2 separate regions of the Sus scrofa genome follow, and region 2 is linked to region 1. The links are chromatin contacts, called in public Hi-C maps. All regions are on one chromosome and are shown on one strand. Each heading gives the region's core, a stretch centred on a gene start, on an enhancer-like site or on the middle of the called end of the contact. The rest is flanking DNA. Distances are from core to core; before and after follow the strand shown.

Region 1 (4,877 bases), core at 1,494-3,993:
ACAAGGGCAAAACTTAGATTAAGTGACTCATAACCACAGATTTTAAATACTGCATTGATTTCAAAGCTTCCTATTCCACCCTGCCCCTCAAGAGCTGCTTTGTTCTTTCCACTCCTAGGCCTTCCAAGATCAGACCTTGATTATATGTAGTCCCCTTAAGGGCTCCATCAACTCCAATCTATTTTACACTACAGCTGACTCTGAACAGCACAAGTTATACTCTGAGGTTATACTAGGATTTTTTTCAACAGTAAATACTCCAGCACCACATGGTTCAGGCCAGTTGAATTTGAGGATGCAGAACCAAAGATACAGGGGAATTTCAGATGCTCGAGGGCCTACTATAACTTACTAGCCCTTGAGCCCTCATATTTTTCAAGTGCCAACTGTATTTACACCCATCCTCACCTCTTCAAAAAAGTTCAGCACCCCCCCTCCTTTTTTTGTTCTTTTTTGTTTTGTTTTACTTTTTCTGGCCACATCCCTGACATATGGAAATTCCTGGGCCAGGGATCAAATACCAGGCAAAGCTTCGACCTACCCCACAGCTGTAGCAACAGTGGATCCTTAACCCACTGCACCCGGCCAGGAATCGAACTCACTCAAGAGTGCCTTAGAGACAATGCCAGATCCTTACTTAACCCACCGTGCCACAGCAGGAACTCCAACCCCTCCAATTCCTAATTGATATTCAAAACCTTAGCTCATTAGCACTCAAGGTCCTCCAAGAGGCACCAACCACTTTTCCAGTTTTATTTCCTACCCCACCATACAAACTCAAATTAAGAGATAATCATTCAAAAACAAAAATTAAAAAGTAGGAAAAAAAATTTTTTAAAGAGATAATCATTCACACTGGCATTCCCACCAACATTATAATCTGTTATACACTTATAATCTCTCTTATTACCTGTGTACTTTCCACTAAATCATGAGCTTTGCTGAACCATTTTTTAGCCATCTTTATAAGGCCAGTATACAACTCTTATACCTACTAAGTGCTCAATAACATTCTTTAACAAATATAACATTATTATAACAATTAGAAAGGAGAATCACTAAAGCATGGTTATACCCTTCATTTCCCTTAACCATCCCTTCACGTCTGGGGACCTCAATGTTTCTATTTTCTCCAGCTGGTGTACAAACCAGGAGCCTTGTAGAGAACTACATAATTTTTTGCATGAAAAAATTTTCTCATACTCAAACCAAAAGTTAAATGATTTGAAAAAGTATGCTGGAAACTATGGAGAAAATAAATACTTCAGTGGTTGCCAGGGGTAAGGGAGGAGGATGCCACGGACAGGACAGGCAGAGCCCAGAGGCTTTTTTAAGGGCAATGAAAGTACTCTGTATTCTACAATGGTAGATACATTTGGAGATACAGTATACATTTGCCTAAACCCACAGAATGTACCCCAAGAGTGAACCCTAACGTAAACTATGGACTTAAGGAGATGATAATGTGTCAATATATCATTTATAACTCTGTTTGGGACAGGTTAAGGATCCGGCATTGCTGCAGCTGCAGTGTAGGTAGCAAGTGAGGCTCAGATCAGATCGCTGGCCTGGGAACTTCACAGGCCAAAAAAAAAAAAAGGTGTTTATAATAATAAAGAAAAAATCCATTAACACTGGTTCTCTATTTTATAAGGCAACTAATACTACAGTTATATAACACAATCTTTACCACACTAATAAAAAATAACAGGGTTTCATAAAGTGACAAACATTTTTCCTGGTTATATAAACTTTTTATGAGAAACTCTTCTTATTCACTTACCACTCTATCATCTAGTTAACAAATTCACAAAAAAATTAGCTCTAAGGCTAAGTTAAAAATATTGAATACAGAAAAGCATGTGGAGAGTCCCCGTTGTGGCTCAGTGGTTAATGAATCTGACTAGGAGGTTTCAGGTTCGATCCCTGGCCTTGCTCAGTGGGTTAAGGATCTGGCGTTGCCATGAGCTGTGGTGTGGGTTGCAGACACGGCTCGGCTCAGATCCCGCGTTGCTGTGGCTCTAGTGCAGGCTGGCGGCTACAGCTCCGATTGGACCCCTAGCCTGGGAACCTCCATATGCTGCGGGAGCAGCCCTACAAAAGGCAAAAAGACAAAAAACAAACAAACAAACAAAAAAAGAAAAGAAAGTGGGAGGGTGATTTTAAAGGGTAAACTTGGTTTTCTAGTGTACTTCATCTCACATCCAACCAGTGCAGCATTTCACTGGAAGGCTTCTGCAACTCAGGATACCTGAGAAGCAGTGGTTTCCATCTTTTTGTTAAGGTAAAATAGTTCAAATATTCCCAAAACTGCCATGATCTTACCAATCTGACTGAAACGCTGTCATGCTTATCACTCTGCATTGTCCCAACACAACAAACCTACAAATATTTATACAGATAAGTAATTACTACCAATTATACAAACCAAGCCAGAGTGCCTCCAATGGTTGCTTTCCCCAGCACTAAGTTATGTTCAGGAAATGCCTTACCCTTTTCACACCATTAGGATATCATTTCACTCCCTGAAGCAGAAGCAGGCCTAATGAGGCATCAGCAACATCACAATGCTGTGCCAGGCCTAAGGGGCATCCAGAACTCTGGGCAGGATGTCTGAGAGATGGTAGCAGCTGGGCACTCAACATTCCTACATCACTATGGCTGTCCCGGCAGAGAAGAGAGCAATAAGAAGCAGATCCCAAAAAGTTGGGGGTGACTCAATGACAACATCCGTGGTCAAGCAGTAATTTACCAAATATGTCTGCTCAAAATGCCAAGGCACATATTTCAAGGGCTGTGGTCCTCTGCACTAAATACACCGCTGCCTTCCTAAAACATGACCCACAAACCACAGGTTGCAATATAAAAAAGCCCATCTTGAACCCTGCCTGTGAAAGGTTACCAGGAGAAACTGATTATTACAATTAAAGTATTTGTATAGAGGGTTTTATTACTTACAAATCGCTTATGTATACATTGTTTCATTTTGACCTTTATCATTTCACATATTTCACCTTACTTGATTGATAATCACAGTGTGCCTGTCAGATAAACACAACAAAAGCAGCATTCTTACTTTACAGAAAAAGAACCTAAAACTTGGAAAAATTGTCTGTAAGTAATCTGTCCGCAAAACCTGAGTGTTCCGGAAGATTATATAGCAATGGTGTGATCCCCCCAAAAAGCAGTTTATAGTGTTGTAAGATTTAACGTACGTCCTTTTGCACTTAATAAGTATTTGAAACATTTAAAAATAATGGAAACTTTTGAAAAACAATGAATAGTCAACTATACAAAAACCAAAATGCAATATTTAAGCTTGTCGGTTTGTACAAACAATACAGTATTTTCTAATAATCCAAAAACATCTTTTATCTAAGAGTTTTACTACAATGTTCTCGGGGCTAGAGACTGCCTATAGCCGAAAATATCAATTCCTTTGTGTACTTCAGCAATAGATTCCCTATTTATATAATCAACATATGTACACATCAAATTCGGCTCATACGAATCATGTTTGCATCAAAGTTTCAAAGGATTCCGAGTCCTTTGTTCAAAAAACCTTTTACTGAGTCCTTATCATGTTCTAGACACTCTTTAGAGTATAAGAAAATACAAATAATTTTTTTAATGTTACCTGTCATAAGGTAACCAATTGCCTTTTGTTACGACTCAGTATGACACTTCCAAGTGAGGTGTCCTTTTAGGACACAAGGGAGGGGCGCTGAATCCAGCCTGGTGGATCTGGTCAGAATATCCTCAGATGGATATCTTGAAATAATAACCTACTAACACCAGCATGCTTCAAGCACAGGAATACCTTAAACTGCTGAGCCCAAGCAAGGAACTTCCAAGTTCTTAAATAGAGCTGAAGAATAGAGCTGAAGAATTGAATATGAAATGAGAGAAAGGCAAACAGTTCAGCTGGGGAAAAGGTAAATGAAATAGTTATAGAGGACCCCATATGCCATGCCAGCTAACATTTTTTGAGTACTTGGTATGTGCCAGACATCCCAAAATGTTTTCTTGCTTGTAATCCTCACAATAACCCACAGAACTAAGGAAAATTACCTTGCAAATGAAGGAGGAGCTAAGGAGACATTAGCTCGTTTGTCAGTCTTACAGAGGTTTTAACTGGCAGAGATAGAACTGGAACCCAGTTCAGATTAAATCCCAAAAGTGAGCTCATAAACTCTCCATTCTGCTGCCTCTCTTAATGAAGGCTGCTAGGGGGAGCCATTGAAAGGTTTTTAAACTAAAGAGTGAAGTGATCAGATTTGCTCTTTGGAAAGACTAAGTGGAAACTGGATAAAGGGGTGTCTAGAAGCAGAAAGACAAAGCTGCCAACATCTGTAGTAATCCAGGTGAGAGCATGATTGTGGCAGTGAGGATGGAGACAGATTCAAGAGATTTTTCACGAAAGAAAATTATCAGTTCTTAGTGATTAGATGCAAAGGGTTAGTGTTAAGAGAGTAATCCAGAAACTTGGCTTGGGGAACTATGGGACACGACATCACCTATCAGGAAGAGGGAAGTCAACAGGTTTTGTTTGTTCAATAAATATCTATAGAGTGTCTCCCAAATACAAAACACTTTCCTAGGCCAAGGGTCAAGTCTGAAATTAGGGTTCTGGTTGTTAGAAAATATTTAGAGTAAATGACAAAGCATTAATAATACAAGGTATACTGAAAAGTAGTCATCACTATTAACAGACTTGGCCTAGAGTTTAATGAAAACATTTTGTGCAACCATTAAAAAAAAAAAAAAATTACCACATGCAGAAAACAAATCAATAGAGGAAAGGCATTCCACAATCTCACAATGTGTTATTACATTTGAGCTTGACAGATCGTCAAGCTCTTACACAACACATACAA
Region 2 (4,877 bases), core at 1,649-4,148, 74 kb before region 1:
AGGTAGTAGAGTGGTATCTACTTGTTTGCTTTCCCCTCAGCTTCTATTACAATATTGACTGAATTGAATCGAAATACATGATAGCACTTAGTTTTTGCTCAACTCTACCAAAGACTACTTTAGAGACACTCTACATACAATTTATCAATTCATAAGAAGGGTGGTTTTATATTATTCATTAATTCACAAAAATTATTACATCCAGAGTTTCTGTTGTGGTTCAGTGGGTTAAGAACCTGAAGAGTATCCATGAGGATGCAGGTTCAGTGGACTTGCTTAGAGGGTTAAGGATCCAGTGTTGTTGCAAGCTGCAGTGTAGGTCGCAGATGTGGCTTGGATCTGTCCTTGCTGTGGCTGTGGTGTAGGCCGGCAGCTACAGCTGTGATTCAACTCCTAGCCTAGGGACTTCCATATGCTGCAGGTATGGCCCTAAAAAAAAAAAAAAATTACATCTCTAGGCTGTACCAGTCACTAGGAATATATTTAAAACAAACAAAAATTCTTGCTCTAATGGAACTCATACTCCAATAGGAAAGACCATTTTAAAAAGGTAAATGACTAAAATAACATATACTCTGTTAACTGACGGTAAGTACTAAGGGAAAAAATAAAGTAGGGAAGGGGTACTTAAAATGTAGAAGAACTGGGCAGTCAGGGAAAGCTTCTTTAAGACATGACACTGAGTCACGACCTAAAGCCATGGGTATCCAGGGTGAGAGCATTTCAGAAGAAGGGCAAAGGCTCCAAAGTAGGAAGGACTACAGTGGACAGAAGGCAAACAACAGACCAGTGGCTGGAGGAGGATAACAGGAGACCAAGCCAGGGGTAATGGGGAAGCAGACCAAGAAGGCCAAAGGGGTCAGGGTGAGTGAGGAGGAAATCCTGGGGTCATCTCATATTTATCTAAGCCAACAGAAAGGTATCGAGGAGCTTTCATGGCTGTGCATACTCTCTTTGTGGCTGTGGATACCGAGGTCACGGCCGAGGTAGTGGGCTCAGCTCCAGGTCACTCTAAGTTTGGAGGGATGCCTGGATTATCGGCTAGTTCTGGAGTTGGATCAGTTCAAGTCTACACCAGGGATCTTTCTGGCCTCTAAAGCTGGAAACACCCAATGCTTACCATGGCACAGACTCAAATACCTAGCTGGCACACGATCAGGAAGTTGAGAAGGCATCAATTTTGGAAACTTGTCTCCTATTACTATTTCATTGAACACTGACAGATGATATTAGGACATCTTAGTAAGCTGGTATACTGGCTATAAAATTCAAAGAGCTGTGTTTTAATACAGTGTACCAAATGTAGTACTCAAATCTCAGCAAGCTACCGTAAAAGACACTTTCATATTTAAAAAACAGAAAGAGGGCTAAAACTGTAAAAAGGCTCCGTAGTGCTAGTCTTCTCAGGAGTACTGTGATAAAACAGCATGAAACCAATAGGACATAAAATCAGGTCGACAAGAAATTCTTCGCCACTCTAGACACTGACCGAGGTTCTATAATTGAAAATGCTTTCCAATCATATAATAAACTTAAGAAAAATGAAGATTCTTCAACTGCCTCTGAACTAGTCTTACTTTTATATCAACTTTTGACTATTTGAGAAAGTTGTGATTCAAGAAAACAGCAAATCCAATATAAACATTAAGATAATTTCTACCGTGCAATGATGAAATCATATTTTAAACACCCCTATATGGCCACCCCCTAAAAACTAGCTAATGAATCAACTCTTCATTTCCATAGGCTTCAGAAATAATTTAATAATCAAACCAAAGTTAAGATTCAATACAAAAAAACTACAAACAAGAAAAAAGACAAAAGAAAGGAGGGAGTTCCCTGGTAGCTCAGTGGGTTAAGAATCTGGCATTCTCATTGCTGTGGCTCAGGCCACTGCTGTGGTACAGATTCAATCCCTGGCAGGGGAACTTCTGTATGTGATGGGTATGACCAAAAAAAAAAAAAAGAGAGCGAGAGTGAGAGCGAGAGAAAAGAGGGGGGAAAAAAGGAAGTTAAAGGGAAAAAGAAAAAAATGTCAATTAACCAAAAGTAAAACAAAATACACCCTTACAATAGCATGTGAATCAATTTTCTTTTTTAATTTGGACAGTTGGTCAATATGTACCAAACACTCAGTGAAAAGTCTGACCATCAAGAGGTCAACTTTCAGAGTTTAACAGTTTCTAAAAAAGGATATTTTAGGAAACAATATGCCTTTATTTTCTAATCTTTCCCAGTAGCTCCATCTAATAAACTGTGACAAGCAATGCTTTTTATCGGCCACTTGGTGGCGTTATGCACACATTTATGATTTTAATAATTTCCTAGTTCAAACAATCACTCTTTATTTTCGGTGATTCAACAACTTTTTCCCTCAAATTTTGAGATGAAGTCTGGAAAATACCTTACAGACTCAAAGAAGCTTTTTTATTCAGCCCAATATATAAGGTTAGACAAAAATCCAAAAACATCATTTGCATTATCTAACTTTCTTGGCAGAATCATTACCCTTTGCTGATTATTCATACTTGCCCTGACACAAAGTTGAAGGAATGTTAATATGTCAAATGGCGTTTCCATATCTTTAATGGAAATTTTCTTCTAGACAAAATAATTTTTTTAAGTTTATTTTTCAATCTGGAAAGACCTTCTTCAATGAAAAAATAAAACTAACCATGAACATAAATGGGATACCAGATGAGTTACGCAAATAAATACTCATTATCAAGCACAAAAGTGAATACTGAGAACAATTTTAAATTTTAGGATAAAACTTCCTGACCAAATATTTCTAGCATCATTCATTGGAGTTACTTTGTAAGCCAAGAGGACTGTTGTGGTCATGTCCCCAGGTTACCTCATGCCTAACGCCTTAGCAGTTTTTCAAAAAGGCCTGAATATGATCAGCAAGGACGAAAGCAGAGCTTCCTCTTTCCACTGCACTCCGCTAGGGGCTACAGGACAAGACCTCTTCCGGCAGGAAGCCTTACTAGTCATCCAGGAGGCTGGACTCTGTTAGCAGACCCTTACTAACACTATTAAAAACTAGAGTAATTTTAATAGGTTTCTACGTTTATTGTAAAACTAGTGCATGTTTCTTCTAGAAATTTTAATACATATGAAAGAGGTTATTCTGGCTTTTTCTTTTTTTTTTTTTTTCCCCATTTTTTGGAGTCAGAAGCTTAGATTCTTTGAGCTTTCCTTTGGGGTTTTAGACTGACCAGGCTATACCCAAATAATAGAAAGAAGCTGAAAATAAAGGCAATCATACAAAAGGAGAAAGTAGGAGATGGGTAAATTATGGGGCTGGGATTGACATATACACATGACTATATAGAGAACAGACAGGAATGAGGACCTACTGTATAACACAGGAGAATTTACGCAGTACTGTGTGGTAACCTACATGGGAAAAGAATCTAAAGAGGAATGGATATATGCATACGTATAACGGATTTACTTTGCTGTATACCTGAACTTACCACAACTTTGTAAGTCAACTACTTATCCCAATAAAAATTCTAAAATATAAAAAAACAAAGGCCATCATAATAAAAGATAACCATTAAATCACCTATTTTAACTTGATAAGCCACTACAGCTTTGTATTTTAACGCTTACTAACAAAGAGGAACCTTATCTGGACTATACTTTTTTGAATAGCTCTTCCCCTTCTATTATTTCCACCGGGCCTCAGTTATCCATCATAGTATTAAATGATATAGTGGTTTTTAAGATTCCCAACGAAGAGCCTTTTGCATAGTACCTGGGCTCTAACATTATCAGAAATGCAGAATAAATGAGGCAATAAATCAATCTAATTGTACTAAAACCTATCTTCAAAAATCCGGGGGAAAAAAACAGCAACACTGCCCAGGTTGGCAGCTATATAGTGAACATATGTTTATGCGTATTTCCATTAGATCCAGCCCAATCTCACTTAGTTAATGGTAAAAGAGAGAATCTCAGGCAAAGTTAAGTTTATAAAGTTTGGGTTCTTTAGGCATATTTAGGTTCTTAGGTAACTTCTCCATGCCCAAACCTTGCTTTAGATAATTAACACTCAAATGCAAAATGGAAGGTAATAAAAATAAGGGAAATGAAAAAAAATATGAAATTTAGAATTACGGACCCAGGAGTTCCAGTCCTGGCTCCATCACTCCTAACTAAAGTGAACCTGGGCATGTTAATCTCTTATCTTTAGTCTTCTTATTCACAAAATGAGAATTAAAACATGTCTACTCCATAATATTATTCTGAGGATTAAAATTTAAAGATATTTGTAAGGCATTTCCAGAACAATGTCAAGCTCATGACTAGGGAAATGGTTCCTTCTTCAGATTCACTATGAGGTACAAGGCTGGCCTTTTAGACCCATCTCAAGCAATCAGGGTATTGACTTGTTTTGTTTAAATGGACAGAAGACAATCTCTTAGATACATAAGTTTTCATCATTAGAAGCAGGACCTGAATTTCCAGTATTAATTTCATGCAAAAAGTGGCTACTATCTGGATTTGGTTTCTATGTCCCAAACTGTAGGCACCAACTTCTTCCTACATTTAACTCTAAATCAGATGATTAAGTTTCATTAGTGAAGTAAAACAGAATAATCAGAAATTTAGTACACTGGAATAACTAAAAAAGAACACTGGACAGTATGATTCTGAAATACTGTTTTCACATATTCATTCTCTTGGAGGATAAAATTATCAACTAAATAGTTTCACCTTCTTTTCAGTTCAGATTTAGAGGACTTCGAGAAAAAGACTACTTAAAATGCTTGTAGCACGTAAATTAATTATATACTACATTTCCCTTCTCTTATGCATATGCTAAGATTTTCTTTATCTCACAAACTCTTAAGATGCTACTCATT

Evidence for each region. A called contact is a pair of places that touch in the nucleus more often than the background predicts.
Region 2: a contact with region 1 is called in a Hi-C map of embryonic fibroblasts, with 5 times the contacts expected there. The contact joins two enhancer-like sites. A contact is called at or near these places in 1 of 5 promoter capture datasets (liver), 25 of 47 Hi-C or Micro-C datasets (adipocytes, adipose tissue, alveolar macrophages and 15 more) and 2 of 2 datasets of contacts at active chromatin or transcription factors (alveolar macrophages and skeletal muscle).

What each region holds. Positions count from the first base shown.
Region 1 is chr8:20,066,932-20,071,808 of Sscrofa11.1, reverse strand. All of the region lies in intron 1 of RBPJ (recombining binding protein suppressor of hairless), which reads right to left. Among named protein-coding and RNA genes, the nearest start is that of CCKAR, 130 kb to the left of the region's middle. Within about 2 kb of position 2,743, at least 4 of the 83 cell types and tissues checked have an H3K27ac peak or open chromatin away from gene starts, as enhancers often do. A contact at or near this core is called in embryonic fibroblasts, where this site is marked.
Region 2 is chr8:20,140,927-20,145,803 of Sscrofa11.1, reverse strand. The region is part of intron 3 of RBPJ (recombining binding protein suppressor of hairless); the gene reads right to left. Among named protein-coding and RNA genes, the nearest start is that of CCKAR, 57 kb to the left of the region's middle. Within about 2 kb of position 2,898, at least 4 of the 83 cell types and tissues checked have an H3K27ac peak or open chromatin away from gene starts, as enhancers often do. A contact at or near this core is called in embryonic fibroblasts, where this site is marked.